Linked DNA regions of Ovis aries: region 1 is linked to region 2. Evidence: chromatin contacts called from public Hi-C data. All regions are on one chromosome and are shown on one strand. Each heading gives the region's core, a stretch centred on a gene start, on an enhancer-like site or on the middle of the called end of the contact. The rest is flanking DNA. Distances are from core to core; before and after follow the strand shown.

Region 1 (5,205 bases), core at 1,513-4,012, 71 kb before region 2:
AGATCTTCCCTACCCAAAGACTGAGCCTGCATCTCTCAGGTCTTCTGCATTTACATCATCATATATTTGCCGCTCTTCTCAGGCTGACTGTGACGGTACATGGTACATCTTTTTTACGTCCCTCAGTGATAGGAACCAGTGGTCAGAAACATGGGAAAATACAAGATGATAAACGGAACTGGCTGTTCTCCAAGCTTAAACAATTGCAAGTATCAGGAGTCTGTGCCATTGTGATATTTGTGGAAAGGAGCGATGAGACAATGATTATAAAATAAGGGCCATGTCCTCTGCTAATAAGACAAACTGGTTGAGTTCAGCCGTTCTGCCTTTAAGGGTTCTGTAGGATCCAAACAGGAAAAATCCATTTATCTTACATCTGTGCCTTCCAATTAAAACATGCCTTACTTTCTGTATCAATCTGTAACTCTTTTGGCTGTTATGGCAAAGAGACAATAGTATAGATATATCGACAATGTTTAGCAAGATTAGGTTTGATTCACCTTGTTAAAAACTGAAAATGTGCTTCTTGTATATTTTGACCGTAACAGCATGCATGTGACCTTCTTAAACTCATAAATTAATGTTAAAAACACAGGGTCCCCACTTTTAGATTTAGTCTTCTTAAAAGTAATTCTTACACATGAGACACTCAGTATTAATCTGCAGGTGTCGTCATGTCTCAGGTAAATAGCATGGTTCTTTTTTGTGAAAAATATAGCTTGTTTATTGACAAAGGAGCCTTCTGGAGTTCTTAAAGGTAAAGTGTTCATAAGGCTGCAGACAGGGTTTCTAGGTTGTTGTAAAATCAGGAGCCATTATCTTGACAATAATCTTATCCCAGTAGAAGCTATGAATTTGTTTCATTTTTTCCTCTCTTCTTCTGCAAGAAACACCTAGATTCTTTCTGACTTTTAATAGTTTTCTTCCATAAATTAAAGCTTACCCAAGGACACAAATCAGAGGAATTGCAGGTACAGAAAGTAAGGATATTACATAGATTTAAAGTCACTTGGTGGGTGAAAAACCTGTAAGAGTCATATGTTAACTATGGATTACCTATTTGATTACTCAAGTACTCTCTTTAATGTGTGTCTGTGTGCTCAGCTACTCAGTTGTGTCTGACTCTTTGCGACCCCATGGACCATAGCCCACTAGGCTCCTCTGTCCATGGAGTTCTCCAGGCAAGAATACTGGAGTGGGTTGCCATTTCCTACTCCAGGGGGTCTTCCTAACCCCAGGATTGAACCTGTGTCTCTTGCATCTCCTAGATTGGCAAGCTGATTCTTTACCACTGTGCTACCTGGGAAGACCCACTCTTTTTAATATTGCCCCTAACCTGTTAGCAGTGGTATTTTTGGCTAAAGATTGCATGAATCCTCTGTCTTCATTACATAAGCCAATCTGAAAATTATATGGACAATAATATTCTAAAATTGTTTTACTGTTTTATTATAATTTCTCCATTTCAAATCTTTGGTGCTTATGAACTCTCGCTAAGCTATAGGCTTTTCATAATCTTGTCCCAGTCAAACTCTGTAACCTTATTTTGCATCATTTGTACCTCATTGTGAGACCTAAACATATTGAATGCCTCTCATTTCACTAAAATTAACATTATCCTGCTTAATGTCATTCCTACAAGCCCTATCACCCATTCTTATGCAGACAAGAGTTAATTGCCTTATTCCCCATTCATAATCATGTGACAGTCATTTCAGGGGTAGTTTCCCACCTAGATGGTATCCCTAATATCATTAACTATGTTATCATACAGTTCTTGTGTTTGCTGTTCATATAGCTGTTCATATGGTATTATTGTCACAATATACTTGTCTTCTTTTCTGCTGTTACTCAAATATTATGTTAATTTTAAGAGTGTCTGGCATTTCAGACTAGGTGTTGAAAATTATTAAATAAGTAAGAAAGTAAATAAAGTGAGCAGCCACAATATAATAAAAAGTACATCTCTAACCTCATAATTCGAGGTGAAGCTTTAGACAGTTTGAAAGTAAAGAACCAACACATTTGTTTTCCTGTTTTTAATTAAGTAAATGCTAAAATCCAATAGCTAAATAATATTAATTTGATTTGAGCTATCTATATAGCTTTGCTGTAAACATGGGCTGATTCTTTCAAATCTTAAAATGAAAAGGAATAGTCTTGTTTAGGGAGAGTAAAATGAATCATATGTATAATCTTTGAGAGAAACACTAAATCTACTCCTTCCATTCTGGTGAATCAGATTAAGCATAATGTCTTCAAGGCCAGAAGTCAGCCAATGAGCTTAAATTTTATTACCATTATGTCATACTGTGCATAAAGGAGGTTTTTACGTCTTTTTATGAAGGAACACAGGAGAAGACTGGAGTGCAGAATCCAAATTCTGTGATTATTTCCATACCTACACTTAAAACAGATATGAATACAAACATGATGTTCTGGCATTCATATCATCAAAATACAGAGATGTTGCTGTCTTAGAGGCAATTATACTCCTTTTCTTTGATTTAAACTTCTAGGGAAATTTGTTAATTGAAAATGTTTTGGCAGGGGAATCAAGATGGTGGAGTCAAACGACCCTGATCTCACTACCTCCCATGGGTACACTCAAGGATAGTTATCTATGAGAAAGACCTGAAAACTAACAGGAAATATTTTCTGCAGCTAAAGATATAAAGAAGGAACCACAGGGTGATGGATAGGAAGGATGGAGATGTCATACAGTTAGGATCCACATCTCTCATTTAGTGACTCACACACAGTGAGACTATCACAACCACAGGAATCCTCCCTGAAGAATGAGGGATCTGAAGCCCACAAGGAGCTCTCAAGCATAGGGTTCTGCCCAGGAAGACAAGTCCTCAGAGAGTTTGTCTGTGGAAATCAGAAGAGCTTACATTCAGGAGAGCCAGAGGGATGCCAGAGACTCCATTCTGAAAGGATGCATGAAATCTCATATTCTCTGAGTCCTGCAACTGCAGATGTAGCAGCTGGAAAAATGCCTGAGTCAGAACCACGTGCTGATCTTGGCGAATTCCTCAGAGAGGCAGGAGGCGGCCAGAACTCACCTGGGAAATGCAGTCGCTGGCAGCAGTCATTTCTGAGATCTTGTTCTTTCACCACTGGCACCAGTGCTGGGAAGCACCATTTCAGAATCCTTTGTCTAGCCTGCCGGTTCCAGGGGCTTGCCTCACCCTCCAGCAGGCTTGCAGTAGACATGAAGGGCTGAGCCACACAGCCAGCCACATGGGTAAAATGCTCCATCTACCAACAGGTCTGCAGCTGTCATGAACCACTAGGCTGCAGAGCCAGCCTCTCGGGTAGACTGCCCTGCCCACCACTGAATCTACCCCAGGTGTGCACTGTCTGGAATTAAACCCAGCAATGCCAGGTTTCCTGCTCCACCTACCAGCAAACCCATAACAGCCACACAAGTTAGGTCCTCACAGGCTGCTGAGCCAGGGGCCCGCTCGCCTATAGATACCTAGTTATTGGCTTTGTCACAACAGAAGAGCATATACAGCTCACTCTGGATGTACCCCTGAAACATCTAGCTCTGATGACCAGAGGGGAGCATGCTCATGGATCCTATACCTAGTAGGATATTCCATAAAGCCACTTCTCCAAGATCAAAACACATAGTGGACCTGCTCAGTACATAGAAATAAAACAGGAAAATTGGGCAAATTGAGAATACAGAGAAATATGTTCCAAACAAAGGAATAAGACAAAACACCAGAAAAAGAACTAAGTGAAATGGAGATAAGCAGTCTGCCCTGTAAAGAGTTTGAGGTAAGGATGTTCACTGAACTTAGGAGAAGTTGGATGAACACAGTAAGAGTTTTAACAGAGTTAAAAAATATAATCAATTAGAGCTGAAGGTTACAATGACTATGAATGAAAATACAGAGTAGAATGTATCAACAGAAGATGTTGTAGAAGAATGAAATAGTAATCTGGAAGACAGAGTAGTGGAATCACCCAAGATAACAGAAAAAATAATTTTAAAAACTGAGAGTAGGTTGAGACCTCTGGGACCATGTCAAGTGTACTAACATTGACTTTATAGGGGTCAAGAAAGAGAAAAACAGGCAGAGAACTTTTTTGAAGAAATAATAGTTTAATAATTTCCTAACCTGGGAAGGAAACAGACATCCAGATCTAGGAAGCACAGAGAATCCCAAATAAGCTGAACCCAAAGAAGTCTACATCAAAACATCTACATCTACATTACATTGAGAAAGTTAAAAAAAAATCAATATTAAGAGATAATCTCTTAAACAGCAAGAGAAAAGAAACTAGTTAACATACAGAAGAATTTCCATAAGGCTATCAGCTGATTTTCAGTGGAATTTTTCATACCAGAGAGAGTGGCGCAATATATTCAGAGTGCTAAGAAAACTTGCCTTCCATGAAGCCCCACAATGGAAACTCTGCGATTAGGGTGCTAGATTGCTAAATGTAAAAAGCCAGCTTATACTGTGAAGGCAGGTTAGGCATACAGTAAACCTTCCTTTAAGATACATATTGTTGAGAATTGGTTTCATCTCTAAAGATGGCTAGGTTTAAGAAAGGCTATAACCCCGAATTTCTTATTTGCAAAACAGACAAATTCAGGGATAGTACTTCTGTTTTTCAGAATACTGACATTGCAGAATACACTTCCTCTACATATAGTTACTTAAAAATCCATCTCTTTTTAACATCTGAACTATGAGTCAGTTTTATCTGCCTTGCTGCAGTAACTCACTAATGGGGAAGGTGAATCATATAAAATTCATAATATATGAATAATCTGCAGCTAGTAGAATGGATAATTGAAGAGGATATGCTGCTGCTTTAGATGACAATAATGAACTTGATACGCAGATGCTGGATCTGTGTCAGTGAGGAAGACTTCCAGCTAGCGGTGCAGGCAATGTTAGAATAGTATTATATCTTGGATGACAGCACAATGTTATTGTAATGGACAGAGGAGGCTTTTATGCTAAAGTGAACAGATCCCCCTTTCTAGCTCTGTTGCCTACTTGCTATATGACCTTGATTATACATCGATATTGTTTCCCTTGCCACATAATTTCTTTATCTGTAAAATGAGACAATGACATTTAAGTTGTAAACACATGCCACAAAATAAATAAAATAAATATACCTCATGTGGTTTCTAATAGTAATTAGTGTATACTAATGGTAGCATTTTAAAAT
Region 2 (5,426 bases), core at 2,188-4,687:
AAGGTGTTTCATAGGAAGGAGTTCTGAGGGCAAGACCCAAGCCTGATAATTCCAGATCATCCAGAAGAAAAATCTGTGAACACAAAGTAATGAGCGTAAAATGTGGGTCAGGCATAAGTCCAAACAGGCTGACTCAGTGCTCACAGGAGAGGGCAGAAAAGAACATACAATTCACAGAGGACTCACCCCAACTTCTCTTCAGGAGGATGCTAGGAGACAGAAAGAACTGTACAACTACATCTGTTCCACATTTATAACAAAAGTGCCAAGTCTACATAAAAACAAATATGTTGCTTTGCAATTATGCTGAAGCTGAAGGTTTTAGCACCCACAAGAGTTACATAAAATGGGGGGAAATTATCTCATTGGCAGGGGAATATACCTGTTTTTGATTCCTTCTCTCTAAACTCCCATGGCCAGTGTTAGTGTTATCATTTGCTCAGTGGAGACCTTTATTAGAGGACAAAGTTGAAGACAAAAACATCTGCTCTGGCATAAATCCTCCCAGATGCATAGATAACTATGCTTCACGTAGAAAGTATAGTCAGCTTAATAATCTGCTCCTGCTGTTGCTGTTTCTGTTTGTTATTTTTTAATGTATTTATTTATATAACATAATCATCATATATAGCAAGATCTGACTTGGGAAAACAGATTTCTATGACATTTTCATGGAGAAAAATAAACAAGGCTAGAAAATACCTTTCATTGAAAAATGACAATTTTCTAAAAATCTTACAAAATTCTTCAGTACACTTGGCTTGATACACAATTAATATAAATAATAAATGGTGAGTACAAGAGATTTGAGAGCCCTAAATGGCAACCCACTCCAGTGTTCTTGCCTGGAGAATCCCAGGGACGGGGGAGCCCGGTGGGCTGCTGTCTATGGGGTCTGCACAGTCAGACACAACTGAAGTGACTTAGCAGCAACAGGAGAAGCAAATAGGCTCCTTGAACTTTTATGTTGTGTATTTTGAACACCTGGTTAATTACCAGATATAGTAAATGTGCTTACTGAATAATTATTGAGTAATATGTACAACCTGTGGTGTGTGTATATATTTAGTGAAATATCGTAAGAGTGAATAGAGTAATGATATCTTTGCCATGCATACATAGAACTATGTATGTATGAATCTCTACATGTTTGCTTTCAACATCTGGTGCATTCCAGTTGGGAAGAAAATGAATACTTGAGGCATAAAAAGTAAAGTTCTTAAGTAGACCAGCTTAAGAGATCTTAAGAGAGGTTTTTGGAGCCCTTTTGTTGATAGTGTGGTAAAAATTCTGAATGTAGGACATGATCTCTGAAGAATGGCTTTTTGTACAAATATGTTTGCCAAGATTACTTTATGCTGTGGAATTTATTCCCTCCCAGAGTTCCAACTGCAAAAAGAGAGGAGCTAGGGTAACACTACCGGTTACTTCTTTTCCATGCAAAGCCCCTATAGATAGGATGTATGTAGAAGTGGCTGAGGCTCCTGTTGTTACTTTCCTCATTTCCAAGCTGGTGGGAAATGCGGTTTTGTGGTGTGGTCATCTTAAAAGGATTTGGGAAGGAATCACTTCCTCCAACCAGTTCATTGTGAAAAATAAACCGAGGTCCAGAGAGGTTAAGTAATTTGCCCGAGTTCACGGCAAGTAAATAAAGTGTCTCTCTCTAAGTACATCCGGAATAACAAGTATTCTAGGACCCTTGTTAGCCCCATTGTCCTATTCTTAGGCTAACGTTTGCAAACAGCACAGAAAACAATTGCAGATTGAGGACTGAGGGGGAAGGGTAGGAAGTGGTTATTAGCAAATCCCTGGGCCTGGGGATCACCTGCTCTTTCGGATCAACCGTGAAACAAGCTATTCATGAGGACATCGAGGACGACTGAGCCATTGTTTTCAGAACCAGCATTGGGGAATCAGCTCCACAGTGGCTTGGGGGTTGCACCAAAGGGCGGGAGCAGCAGTGGTGTAAGAGGAGTGAGCCAGGAAGAAGGGCTGCAGGGACCCCGCCGCGCCACCTTTCGGCAAACCAGGAAGTGTTTTTGCAGTAAGCACGACGGACCGACCCACGTTTGGAAACGAAAGTGTAAACGGCAGACAGAAGGCCCCTGATGCCTGCAGTAACTGCAGACCCTCGGGCGGGTTTACGCCTGGGAGGCTGTGGACCGGCAGCTGAATGGTCAGAGCCGGTAGCAGCGAGTTGGCTTCAGAAAGTACACAGAGCAGGGCAGGCTTTCCGGTCTTAGCGAACTGCGGCTCAGCAAAGTCTCCCGTAAACAAGCTTCCTGCAGCTACATCCATATGTGCGCCCGCTGCGCGCCCCTCTCACCAGTGTTTCCCACGCACTCAGCCCTCTGCTCGGCCGCCCCAGTCGCCCTCTCTCCCCTGCTCCACCTCCCGGGTCTTGCTGCCCGGGTTCCCACTCCCACAGCCGGCGCACCACACTCACCATCTCTTGCCTGAGGAGGTGAAGCTTGGTTTCCAGCCTCTCCAGGGTGCTACTGGAGTGGCTGGGTCGTGGGGAGCCAGAGGTTGGGGAGGATGAAGAGGAGGACGACAAGGAGAGAGGGAAACTGCAGCAGCTGCTGCTGCTGCTGCAACCGCTGCCGCCGCCCCCGCTCCCCCCTCTGGGGTCTCTGTCCCTCTCCGGGGGAACCGGCTCCTCCCCACGGAGCGAGCGCACTAGGCTCTCGGGCACTTTGCGTCCCAGCTTCAGCTCGATGTCTCTGAGGTCGGGCAGCGGGCCGTCTTCCATGACTTTTCAAGAACGATAAAAATGGTAATAAAATACCACCGATGAGAGTCAGCAGCGGCCTCCAAGGCTGCCTGGAGATCGGCACACCCCTTCCGAGCCCGGGTGTCTATCCTCCGTGGTTCAAATGCACTGTCCACTCCATAGCCGCCTGCGCGCGGTTTAAGTCCTGAAATCCGCACAGGACGCGGCGGGTCGCAGCCGCAGTTCCCGGGGCGCTGTGACTCGCCCAGCACTTACGAGATTATAAAGCCCTCTTCATCCTCTTCCTTTTTGGCCACCCCACTGCAAAGTTGAGTTAATTGATATTGCAGAGAGGGGGAAATTCCGAGTGCTAGAGACCAAAAGACAAGAGAGGGAAATGTCTGTTTCAGCTCTATTGGGGGAAAAATTCACGTTATAAAACTGTCCATTCACATCCCAGCGCCATTCACCGACTGCCCATCTGGTACCCTGCGACACAAAATAATGATGTGGCCACACTCCAGGGTTGTTTCATTTCCCAGCCATATGTCTTCAAGCTTTGGTATATTCTGGATTATCAGAAATAATTTCTGGTCCATGAGAGAAGAGGTCTGTCGTGTGCCCAGACACATTAAAAAAAAAAAAAAGTTTGCTTAACAGTTTAACGGCTTCCTCAATGCTGCAGAAATTCCCATCTCCCCATTTACGCTGTTAGATCCAAGTCATTGTGTTCCTCCAAGCCTCGGAAACTTTAAACTCTGCTGGCAGGTGGACCAAACCAGGGCCAACCCTTGTACCGTAAAGCATAGGCAAGAAGAGCAACAGAAAATTTCCCACCCCTGCTGCTCCCTGTAGTTTCAAAGTCCTGTCTTAGTTGAAAGCACCTACACTTTGATTAGACTTAAAGGTTCAGTTTTTCAAAATTGCCGGGTAACTACAACGTCTAGAACTGGTAACAAATATTGGGGGCAGAAAAATGTCTTTAACTATAGTATCATTCCCCATCCCTCATCTTCCTATATGGCAAAAATTTTGCTTCAGAGAAGCCTTTCCTAATAATTTTGTACTAATGTAAGGTGTAATAATTCCACCAAAAGTTCATTGAGAGTGTACAACCAAAGTTAATCGTCTTATCAAACGTTACACTATGGCAGCACAAGCAAATGTGAAAAATTAAATAGCCAGAATAATCTATATGATTACTGAGTGGTAGATTTTAAAAGGGGAAAGTTGCTGGTATACTTTTACCTTAATTATGGAGGAAGAATATTGAATCTAACTGGTAAAAAGTTGTCTTTGGTAATTTATCTTTTTTTTTTTTTTCCAGCTATTTAAAAGAAACCCAAAGCATGCCGTCTATGGATCTGAGATACTTCTACCAAATAAGTTATTATGAACTCTGTGGATTATGGTTTTGATTTAACATTGAATTTGTGTTAAGAATCTTCAAGCAGAGGGTACTGTTTTTCAGTCTACTAAACTACTATTTGGGATTACATTAGGATTTTTCAAAATAGGGATCCCTCTCTTTCTGGGACAAATAAGTACTTGTGTTCTTGGTCTTTCCCAGAAATATCACTCAGGTTTTACACTTATGAGAGCATGGGCAGCTACATCTCAGAGTATGTTTTTAGCAGAGCCATATCCAAGAAGCCTAAGGATAGAAAATAGGCCTTCTCAGTAAAATATTTCATATCGAGGAGAAAGTTGCTAAAGTTCTCTTGTCAGCATGTCAGAAATTATAGGTTATTTCTTCTCTTAGAAAGAGATGAAATAAAAAGCTGTAAATTAAGTGACTCAATCAAAGGGGGAAAAAACTAAATCTCACCTCACTGATAAAACTTCATGCTTTGTCCTATATTTGGAAAACCACAAGATCATTGGGTAGCAATTATAACAAAGAGGTTTTTTTTTCTTTTTTAATATTTTTTGTCATAAAGCCCTTACGAAGTTCAGCATAGGACTGGTTGAGAAAAGTAGCATACAAACACAGTATCTAACTTGAACTTGGTCCATAAAAATAGTTTATCTTTAAATTATTATCGATGTAATTGTACAAAAGAGGAACACCTCTTTGCTGTGAGTCAAAGACAATAAAACGTGTGTTTGATACTAAAGGTAATTAAAAAATAGAAAATGGTTTTCTTCTGTTTTAGATTTCTGCAGAGAAAGCATCTCCAGAAGTAAAAATATGATCTATATGTAATTTAATACTTTGTGCCAGTGCAATATAAAACAAACATAAACTTTTTAGGAAAAGTTTAATTATGTTATACCTTTAAAATTTCTCATTAATGCTTTATGACATTTTAGTTTAAAATAGAGATGTTTTGAATGACAAAATGATCATTTTCAAAACGTGTTAGAATCACAGTAGTCTTAGTAGGCTACTAATAGATTGTATGAACGCTGTCACTACTGCTTTATTTGGTTTGATCTGAGGACATTCCTTATCTAAAATGTTCAAAAATAAGGGTCTTTTTTACTTTGGGGTCTTGAGAATATTTTGTTTTCAAGATTTTTCTATGATGAAAAAAAATGTGTTAGAGCTTTAACTAATTGCTGTTAGCCCTATATCACACATTGATTTGGGGGATTAGTTGACAAGAACTGCAGTACTGGGTCTAGGATGCAGGCTGAGGAGGAAGTAAGGTCATCAACAAGAAGAGGGCACATGGGGAGTAAAGAGAAAAAAAATAGGAGCGAAAAACTC

What was found. Hi-C and Micro-C count contacts between places; a contact is called where the count stands out from the background.
Region 1: a contact with region 2 is called in a Hi-C map of skin fibroblasts, with 2.3 times the contacts expected there. The contact joins the enhancer-like site here to the promoter of LURAP1L in region 2. A contact is called at or near these places in 2 of 16 Hi-C or Micro-C datasets (mixed tissues and skin fibroblasts).

Annotation. Positions count from the first base shown.
Region 1 is chr2:81,335,793-81,340,997 of ARS-UI_Ramb_v3.0, reverse strand. No RefSeq gene overlaps it. Among named protein-coding and RNA genes, the nearest start is that of LURAP1L, 71 kb to the right of the region's middle. Within about 2 kb of position 2,762, at least 4 of the 54 cell types and tissues checked have an H3K27ac peak or open chromatin away from gene starts, as enhancers often do.
Region 2 is chr2:81,265,186-81,270,611 of ARS-UI_Ramb_v3.0, reverse strand. It overlaps LURAP1L (leucine rich adaptor protein 1 like), which reads right to left and starts at 3,437. Exons shown (of 2, transcript XM_027964558.3): 1 at 2,447-3,437. The coding sequence starts at 2,752.